3 separate regions of the Mus musculus genome follow, and regions 1 and 2 are each linked to region 3. A link is a contact called in public Hi-C and HiChIP or PLAC-seq data. All regions are on one chromosome and are shown on one strand. Each heading gives the region's core, a stretch centred on a gene start, on an enhancer-like site or on the middle of the called end of the contact. The rest is flanking DNA. Distances are from core to core; before and after follow the strand shown. Region 1 overlaps Gm30790 (predicted gene, 30790). Region 2 has its middle 27 kb from the start of Gm30726. Region 3 has its middle 99 kb from the start of Gm30790.

What was found. A called contact is a pair of places that touch in the nucleus more often than the background predicts. HiChIP or PLAC-seq counts read pairs in DNA pulled down with a chosen protein or histone mark.
Region 1: a contact with region 3 is called in a Hi-C map of Th2 cells, with 2.1 times the contacts expected there. The contact joins two enhancer-like sites. A contact is called at or near these places in 1 of 15 datasets of contacts at CTCF or cohesin (CD8 T cells), 15 of 484 Hi-C or Micro-C datasets (CD4 T cells, CD8 T cells, Th1 cells and 7 more), 2 of 115 datasets of contacts at active chromatin or transcription factors (CD8 T cells and thymic regulatory T cells) and 1 of 9 other capture datasets (embryonic stem cells).
Region 2: a contact with region 3 is called in a BATF HiChIP or PLAC-seq map of CD8 T cells, with 16 read pairs. The contact joins two enhancer-like sites. A contact is called at or near these places in 1 of 15 datasets of contacts at CTCF or cohesin (CD8 T cells), 6 of 484 Hi-C or Micro-C datasets (DN3 thymocytes, the G1E-ER4 cell line, Th1 cells and 3 more) and 1 of 115 datasets of contacts at active chromatin or transcription factors (CD8 T cells).

What each region holds. Positions count from the first base shown.
Region 1 is chr16:76,761,520-76,764,337 of GRCm38.p6, reverse strand. All of the region lies in intron 1 of Gm30790 (predicted gene, 30790), which reads left to right. Among named protein-coding and RNA genes, the nearest start is that of Gm30790, 16 kb to the left of the region's middle. Within about 2 kb of position 1,282, at least 41 of the 459 cell types and tissues checked have an H3K27ac peak or open chromatin away from gene starts, as enhancers often do. A contact at or near this core is called in CD8 T cells, Th1 cells, Th17 cells and 5 more, where this site is marked.
Region 2 is chr16:76,574,085-76,576,801 of GRCm38.p6, reverse strand. No RefSeq gene overlaps it. Among named protein-coding and RNA genes, the nearest start is that of Gm30726, 27 kb to the right of the region's middle. Within about 2 kb of position 1,336, at least 19 of the 459 cell types and tissues checked have an H3K27ac peak or open chromatin away from gene starts, as enhancers often do. A contact at or near this core is called in CD8 T cells, where this site is marked.
Region 3 is chr16:76,679,043-76,681,742 of GRCm38.p6, reverse strand. No RefSeq gene overlaps it. Among named protein-coding and RNA genes, the nearest start is that of Gm30790, 99 kb to the left of the region's middle. Within about 2 kb of position 1,327, at least 120 of the 459 cell types and tissues checked have an H3K27ac peak or open chromatin away from gene starts, as enhancers often do. A contact at or near this core is called in CD8 T cells, Th1 cells, Th17 cells and 5 more, where this site is marked.

The DNA of each region.
Region 1 (2,818 bases), core at 33-2,532, 83 kb before region 3:
GCTACTTAGGAACATATAAACATTCATGTATGCATAATTATCTATTAATGTCCTTTTATATTTTCATTATTTTTATTGTACAAATGAAAATGTTCTTTCTTCGTATCATATAGAATTGACACAGTGACATGAAAATGATGTAATTGGCTCATAAAACCTGGACCTGCCTACGATGTAAACTGAGGCCACTTTAGGGAAGCCAGAGGAAGATATCTTGCTGTGAAATGTGGTCTCCTGTCTGGGGATAAGTAGAAGATGCTGTAGAAGCAGAAGGTTCTGGCATTGTCTGGAAATGGTTCCTTCAGCCATATCAAGTGTGTGTATAAAACAGACCCCAGAAAAGCAGAGCTGCTAAAGAACTGTGTGTAAGCCAAGTGTCTCAATAATCTCCAGTGCCTGAGCTTCCTTCCTGTTGAGCTCGGTGACTGTACTCACTTAGGGACACCATCGCCGCCACCAAGAGAAAGGTCATGAAGCAGGGTTTCTATTAGCGCTGACATTTAACAAGGAGCGATTGATCTGAAAGCAGGCTTGATACTTAGATATAGTCTACCAGTGTTTTCCTAAAATTCCTTTAAAATGAGACTTAAGTCCACATGCTCTTTTTCTTGCCTCTGTGAATACTTTTTTTTTTTTTAAACTAGATCAAAAACTCCCAAAAGCTAGGTCAAGTACAATGCAGGATAATTCATGTCTTCAGTCCCTGTAAAAGGCAGAGAATCTGAGTATCTCCTAGTGAAAGGAGTAATCATAGTTCTTAATGGTATGAAGACACTAGTGACTGATCCCTAGCTATCCTGAGGCCTCATTGCTAACACATGAGCTCAGATGAAATCTAAAATTGCTATTACAGGCCCATTGCTGTGTATCATAATCATTTGAGATTAAAAAAATGCCATAGTTTTGAGTCTTTGGAAACTGCTGCACTTAAGTTCTAAACTGTTGCTTTTTAAAAAGGCTAATTTGGGGTTGGGTACATTGGTGTCTCTGTCTTATAAAACAGCAAGCTAAAAAAGAAAAAAAAGGAAAAAGAAAGAAAGAAGGAAAGAAAGAAAGAAAGTAGAAAAAGAAAAAAAAAACGAATGAAAAATGTCAGCAGAGACATTTTTTCTAGTCGATGTCAGCACAAAAGGGTGACTCAGTTGTTTCATCTCCCAACAGCTGCATGCTTTCATTGACATTTGGTGACCTTTCTTTGTGCACCCAGCCTAACCTCTTAGGTTATTTCCTGGCCTCCCTTCTGTGACCTATGACCGAGGCTGACCTTTAGCTGGAGAATGTGACATTTTGTTCTCCTCTAGCTGACATGTGATGCTCTCATTATTCAAAGGTATGTGAAAATAACGACCCAGAGTGACCTGTGAGTTTCCTTTCATTTATTGGTTGTTTTGGGTGCTTGTTCAGCATGTAGTGGCCTTGGTTGAAAGGGGGTGAGGCTGAGAAATGGAGGGGGAGAGGGTAGCCAATGTCTCTTTAAAAAAAAAAAAAAGTTCACAATTCTATCTGCTTTCCTGCCAGACGGGCCATTCGAATGTGCAAGAACACGTTAGTATTTCCTGTTTCTGGATTTAGGAACAGGGTTGGCCTTCAAACAACAGGTCTTCTTGGGGGAAACAAGCACTTCAATGCAGTGGGGAAAGCTATTTGTTTATTTATCTCCTTCCAACGAATGGTACCCCTACCTCCCTGCAGAGAATTTTTATGCATGAGTTTCCTGTAGATCCAGAAGGGATAATATACACACAAAGATAATGTCAAAACGAGTACTCAAGACACTTGTCATTTACATGCTAAATGTGTGACCCAGATGGAAACTGAAAGTGTCTTCTCTCTATAGAAAAGATTTTTGTTTTCATCATATATTCTAATAAATTTGATTATTCCTATGACAATTAGTTTAAGACCACATGTATATTGGTATGTAAGTGTACTCAACAGGTACAAAATATGGAAAAATAAAATTAAATCAAGGCACTGGTGAAATAACTGTCATAAATTACTTATGTATTTTAGAATCGACATGGAAGGTATTTACCTATAAGAATTAAATACTGAAAATAATATTTATCTCAAAATATCCCATGAAGTAATTTATGATTTCTGATATTACTTCATTTTTCAACAAGGTAAAGCATATTTCCACTTTAACAAACTTGTAGATCAGGAACCCAGTTCCTTTTATGAGGCATGTATCTGTTTCTGTTTTGCTCACAGTCAGTTCTCACTTCTCATATAAACATCCCTGGAACAGTTCCAACCAGTGCAGAAGATGGAGGACAGAAGTTTGGATTGCTTGACCAAAATGTAAACGTTGTTGTCTAGTCTGAGATTTCATCACTTTACAAAGCAAGATGCTGAGGTCACAGTGGAGTTACCAGTGGGCCTCTTAAGTACAGCATCAACTATGTCAGTTTCAGCAAGAACACTAGGCCCTCTTGGTGCAGGTTCATATAAAGTTCCTCCTTCTTTTTTTTTTTTTATTTATTACATATTTTCCTCAATTACATTTCCAATGCTATCCCAAAAGTCCCCCATACCCCTCCCACTTCCCTACCCACCCACTCCCCCTTTTTGGCCCTGGCGTTCCCCTGTACTGGGGCATATAAAGTTTGTGTGTCCAATGGGCCTCTCTTTCCAGTGATGGCCGACTAGGCCACCTTTTGATACATATGTAGCTAGAGTCAAGAGCTCCGGGGTACTGGTTAGTTCATATTGTTGTTCCACCTACAGGGTTGCAGATCCCTTTAGCTCCTTGGGTACTTTCTCTAGATCCTCCATTCTAAAGCCCCCATTTCTTCTCTACTTTCACCTCCGATTC
Region 2 (2,717 bases), core at 87-2,586, 100 kb after region 3:
GTCTGTGGGCATAGAGCGCAGACTACAGAAGACTTAGTTATAAGTAGAAGAGTCAGCCTTTTTTTCCCAGCAGTCGTTTAAATCCACCCCCTGTAAGATGCTCATAAAGGACAGCTCAGAAATGTATGTACACCTCTGAGAGAGACCCAACTACAACATGGCTTAGAAATATTGACTACATCTATAGCAAGCCAGAGTGTAATTGACAGCTGTCGTGGAACCATAGGAAGGCAAGCCAAGGAATGGAAATGCTGAGACAAATGAAGCAAGCCATAAAATACACACACACACACACACACACACACACACACACACACACACACACAAGTCTAGGGAATTATTATGTCATTACTGCCAGGTTGGTGAACAAATATACCCTCATACTCTGTAGCCCAGGTTGACCTGAGGTTCACTGTGTAGCCCAGGCTGCCCTTGATTGTGTAGCCCAAGCTGCCCTCCAGCTTTAGCATCTCAAATGCTGAATTAGAGAATGCTCCCTCACTGTGCTAGCCCTCTTTACTATTTGTCAAGTTTGAGTTGGGTACCTGGTGCTGATGGCAAAAGCATCCTGACAGGCACAGGGAGCAACGCCTGTGTCTCTTTCTCATGTATTCTGTTTCTGTTGTATCCATGTAAATAGAAAACTGTTTCCTGTACCATTCCAGAGAAAGCATTGAAATTGCAAATGGGTATAGTGGATTGCTCATGCCTCTAATCCTAGCATTTGGGAGGTAGAGGCAGAAGGAAAAGGTGTTTAAGGTAGTTCTTGGCTCCACAGCACATTCAAAGCAACCCTGGGTTACATGAGGTATGATCTCAAAAACAAGAAAAATCCTTAAATGTTCATAAGAGAGAGAACATACAGAGGCAGTAATTAACAATACTGGCATAGGGTAACAGATAGAATATCACTGAAGCACAAGAGGATCCCTCACACCTATAGAGGATCACCCGACCTTACCAGGAAGAATACCATCTATTCAGGTAAACCCAGAGCAGAATAATGGCTTGTAAGAACAATACAAAGACTTAAAGAGACACCTGTCCGGATGTAGGGGAGGAACTGGAGTCAACGTGTCAGGGAGGAGATGAAGATCATTGCAGATCAGCAGAAGTTGGATGGCTGTCCTCTGTCACTCAGTGATAATGATCATCACCAACAGGATAAATGTGGCATTCTCACTAAAGAACTTGCTTTTTCATTGAAAGCAAATATGATTCACCAGGAAGGAAAAAAAAACAGAAAGAAAAATGAAACAACAGGTGCTGAATACAACTCAAGACATTAAATTTCCATGAGTCACTGAAGCCAGATGGTGTGCATTTGAGAATTAGGCAGAAACTTAAGATCAAAGCACTTTGGGTACTAACAGCATAGGCGACTTACCACCGGCATTAGGGAGCTGCCAACTGTGCTATCTGACACTGTTAGACACAGGACAGATTGTTTAAGCAATTCAATTAATTCAAGCAAATCGAATAAATACACAAAACAGCACCAGGTGTAAACCACTGTTCCACACACAGGACACTCAAAAGTGTGTAAGACAAGGCCATGCCCTCCATGAGCTACGGTTGAGATGACTGGCATATTGTCAGCCCCAAGCAAACACACAAGCCAAGCAAAAGCAATGGCTTCATGAAAACAGCATTATTTCAACAATTCCTATAAATGCATGAATTTCTCTCTGTCTCTGTCTCTGTGTGTGTGTGTGTGTGTGTTCCTCTCTATCATAAGCAATTTGGTTAAGATTATATAGTAATGGTAGCCCTTCTAAATGGGGAACTTGGAGTGATATTTGATGTTTTGTGATTTGTGTAATGGGGAAGGATGAGGTTTGACTATCGAGTTTCCAGTAATTATTTCCAGATTGACAGTGTGAAGTCCATTCCATCCTTGTAAGAAGACAACAGAAGGGGTGGCTGTCAGCTCTGCCATGACTATGCCAGCTTTGTACATCTTCTTCCAACAATAGGGTGTCTCTGATCCTGCCTTTCAACACCAGAAAGCCAAGGGTTGGACATTGGAGATTCTGCCAAAGGTGCTGCAGAGGTAGTACACATCTCATGCCCATACATGCTGTTGGAAACAGCAAGAGCATCAATGGAATCCACCTCAGGATGTTCATCTACCAAGTCCATCTACCAAGTCTCAAGGGCATGCAGTGATGCGCAGCTCCAAATGAGTGTGGGAAATGTGGATTCGAGAAGCTTGATCAAGGTGGGCTATGAGTGGAATGATGGCTGAGAGATGAAGATGCGCTGGCTATATTTACATGGACGCTTTAGGAGTTAAGATGTAGGCAGGTGAACCCTCTGTCCTCATGATGGGGTCTATACTGTTACTATGCTGTCAAGTTCACTATCATAGTAAGAGCAGCTCTGCTTTAAAAGCAAGGTGTCCTTGGCTAGTATGCCTAGTCTCACTGTGTGACACTCTCCATGAAATCTGGAAGTAGGAAGCCAGTATGGAACTCTGGGCTTCTCCATCACAGAGCTTTAGGGGACCCTGCCTTTTTTTTCTCTATCATTTACCTATGCTGTGGTGTGGAAAATTGATTTGCCACATTCTCTAACCTTTAAACTCATCTTCCTAATCTATTAGGAGCTATACCCAGCTCCATCCATGTCCCCTGAAGCCATGGCTGTTCTTGTCTCTACAATATCACCAAGACAGAAGCTTCAGAGTCACCTCTAGCCTCTCCCTCATTTTCTCA
Region 3 (2,700 bases), core at 78-2,577:
TATTTAAAAAAAGAGAGAGAGAAAAGAAAATCCTGTGAGTCTTCATTTGCATGGCAATGACATGCCTTTGGTGGAGACAGAGTGCTGTATCAGAGAGCAAATGGTTGGCTTTTCCAGGAAGCCTCCTGCACCTGAAACTCTCCATTCATGGTCTTCTAAAAACACAAAGCATATGGACAATTTATGCTGAGGGGGAGAAATTGAAGCTTTTCTCATTTCTGTTGGTATTTTCCGTTATGTTTTTTAAAAAATTACAGCTTTGGCTGCCTTTAGAATTTTATCGTCTCTAAACTATTTGTGATGTCTGTACCCAATTCTCCTTTTAAATCTCTCCTTTGAGGGGAGATGTGCACAGCACACCTTATTAATCAGGAAGCCCGTGGGATGTCCTCTCTTTCAAGTACTTTGAAAATCGCTTACGTCTCTTCTGCCATTTCTGGCAACTCTTTATCAAAGGAAAGAACATAATTCCCTATGTCAACTTTGTGATCTAGATCACAGTGCCTGCTCTAAACTGGGTTTATCAAAGACGGCTATACTATCTGTTGGAACGCACATTGGGAAAACTGTGGGGGGAAGTCAGGGAGCCCCCAGCGCAGGAGTAGATGAGGTAGGAGAGCCATTCTATAATTAGATCCATTCACGGGGGCTCCCCACATCTTACAGCGATTTTTCTCTTTGCCACAGGAATGCTTTAAGTCTCTTCTCTTCTTCCCTTCACACCTAAGCATTTGTTTATGAATCAAAAAATACTTGACATGGAGATGGGGGATGGGGATGCAAACCGAAGGAACCGTAGCCATATTGAGATTAATCAAAATGAAGATAAGCCATCTTTGAAGTTACAGTAAGCCATCCGGGAACTAAGATTCACTGCTGAAACCTTCAGCTCTGTTCATTTGCACCTTGCCTTGTGCCGAACAAATCAGGAAGTGAAACCCAGTAATGACCTACATTTATCAGTAGCCCGCTGGAAAAGAAGGTCCTGAGCTATAGTTCTCCAGTTCCACCCCTCCCCATCCCACCCACACACACCCAGCAGGACGCACACATGCGCAGAGGCAAATTTTTCCACACTATATTCCAGACAGCCTTACCGCTGTTGCTGTGCAGTGAAAGCCACTGATGAATGGTTTGCTTAGGAGCAAAACTGTGAGTTTCTCGGGCTGCTAGGAGAGCCAGTTTTTACCCAAAACAGCTGCGAAACCAGACTGACTTTCCACCTCCCTTGTTGAATACAGGAACTCTTGGCACAATCACAGTGCAAGTAGCACAGGCTCTACCGGGTTACCATTATAGAAACAGACTTGGCCAGCAGGAAGTATTTACATCCTGCACGAAACCCTGATGTTTGACATGAAACCGGAGCTGCTCGCTATGGGTTCAGAGAACAAAAGTCCCCATCTTTGAACTTGCCTCCTAGCCCAAACAAACAAATATTCTTCTTTCCTCTCCATCAAATACCTCAACCCCAACTACTTGCTTCACTGAACTTCTTCATACTGTGCAAATACAGGAAATAAACAAGCTCTGTGCTCTTTCGCCCGGAATGAAACGCACACCCCCGCCACCAAGGATACCACCCAGCTTGGGCTGAGCCTCGCAACGCCTCAGACATCTCCTAAATATGGCGATTATAATTTAATGGAAACAAGCTGGGCTTCCTTCCACAAAAGCAAGGCAAGTTCTGCTGCAGCTAACTGCATGTGAATTTGAGAGCCCTAACTGACATCGAGGCATTTACCAGATCCTGCATAATAAAGAGTAACCGGGCAAAGGAGGGAAATGAGAGAAGGTAGAGTTTCGAGGCTGAGCAAATGGGACCCCAAGATCCAGGAGAAAGAACTACCAACCTCTGACCTTGGCAAGGTTATGATACAAGAAAATAATTTGAAGCCAATGTCCAACCTGTAACTGAAAAAAAATCCAGGGAGGTTTACCAAGTGAACAATTCACTCGAATTAGACTGTATCAGTTTACATCTTTGCTGCGGTAATATAACCATGCACTTAGGAAATGGGTGTGTGTACATGGACAGACAGGAGCTCCGGTATCCAGAAGGAAACTATGTCGTTATTTGCTTCTCAATTTTACTTGGATTTCATAAGCATATGTGGGCAAGGGATACTTGGAAAGAGGTCAAGGGTCATATGCTGGGGGCACAGAAAAGTGATTTTAATGTTGATGGTTTTGATTGTTTTGTGTGTGCCCCATCTCTCTGAGGTTCCCTTCCTTCACCTGCAACAAGGGACCCTCTTAAGACCTGAGGATGTTGCAGTAAGAAATGAGAACCTGGTAGTGGTTCCCAATAACCCTAATGCTGAGACCTTTAATACAGTTCCCCGTGATGTGGTGCCCTCCAATGATAAGATTATTTTCATTGCCACTTCATAATTCTGCTACTGTGATAAGTCATCGTGTAAATATTTTGAAGATAGAAGTTTGCCAAAAGAGTCTCGACCCACAGGTTGAGAACTACTGCTTTAGATACATCTCTAGGGTTGAATGTAAGGGAAGGAAATGGCTTCTTACTTAAAATAGACATATTCATCCGTTTTGCTTTCTTAACTCAAATGATCATTTAAAAAGGTAATGATAATTCATATTGCCATTCATAATGTTTTTCCATTGTTGCTATAACAACTGGCCACAAACTATAGTTTGAAACCACACAAACCATGCTAAGTTTCACTAGGACCG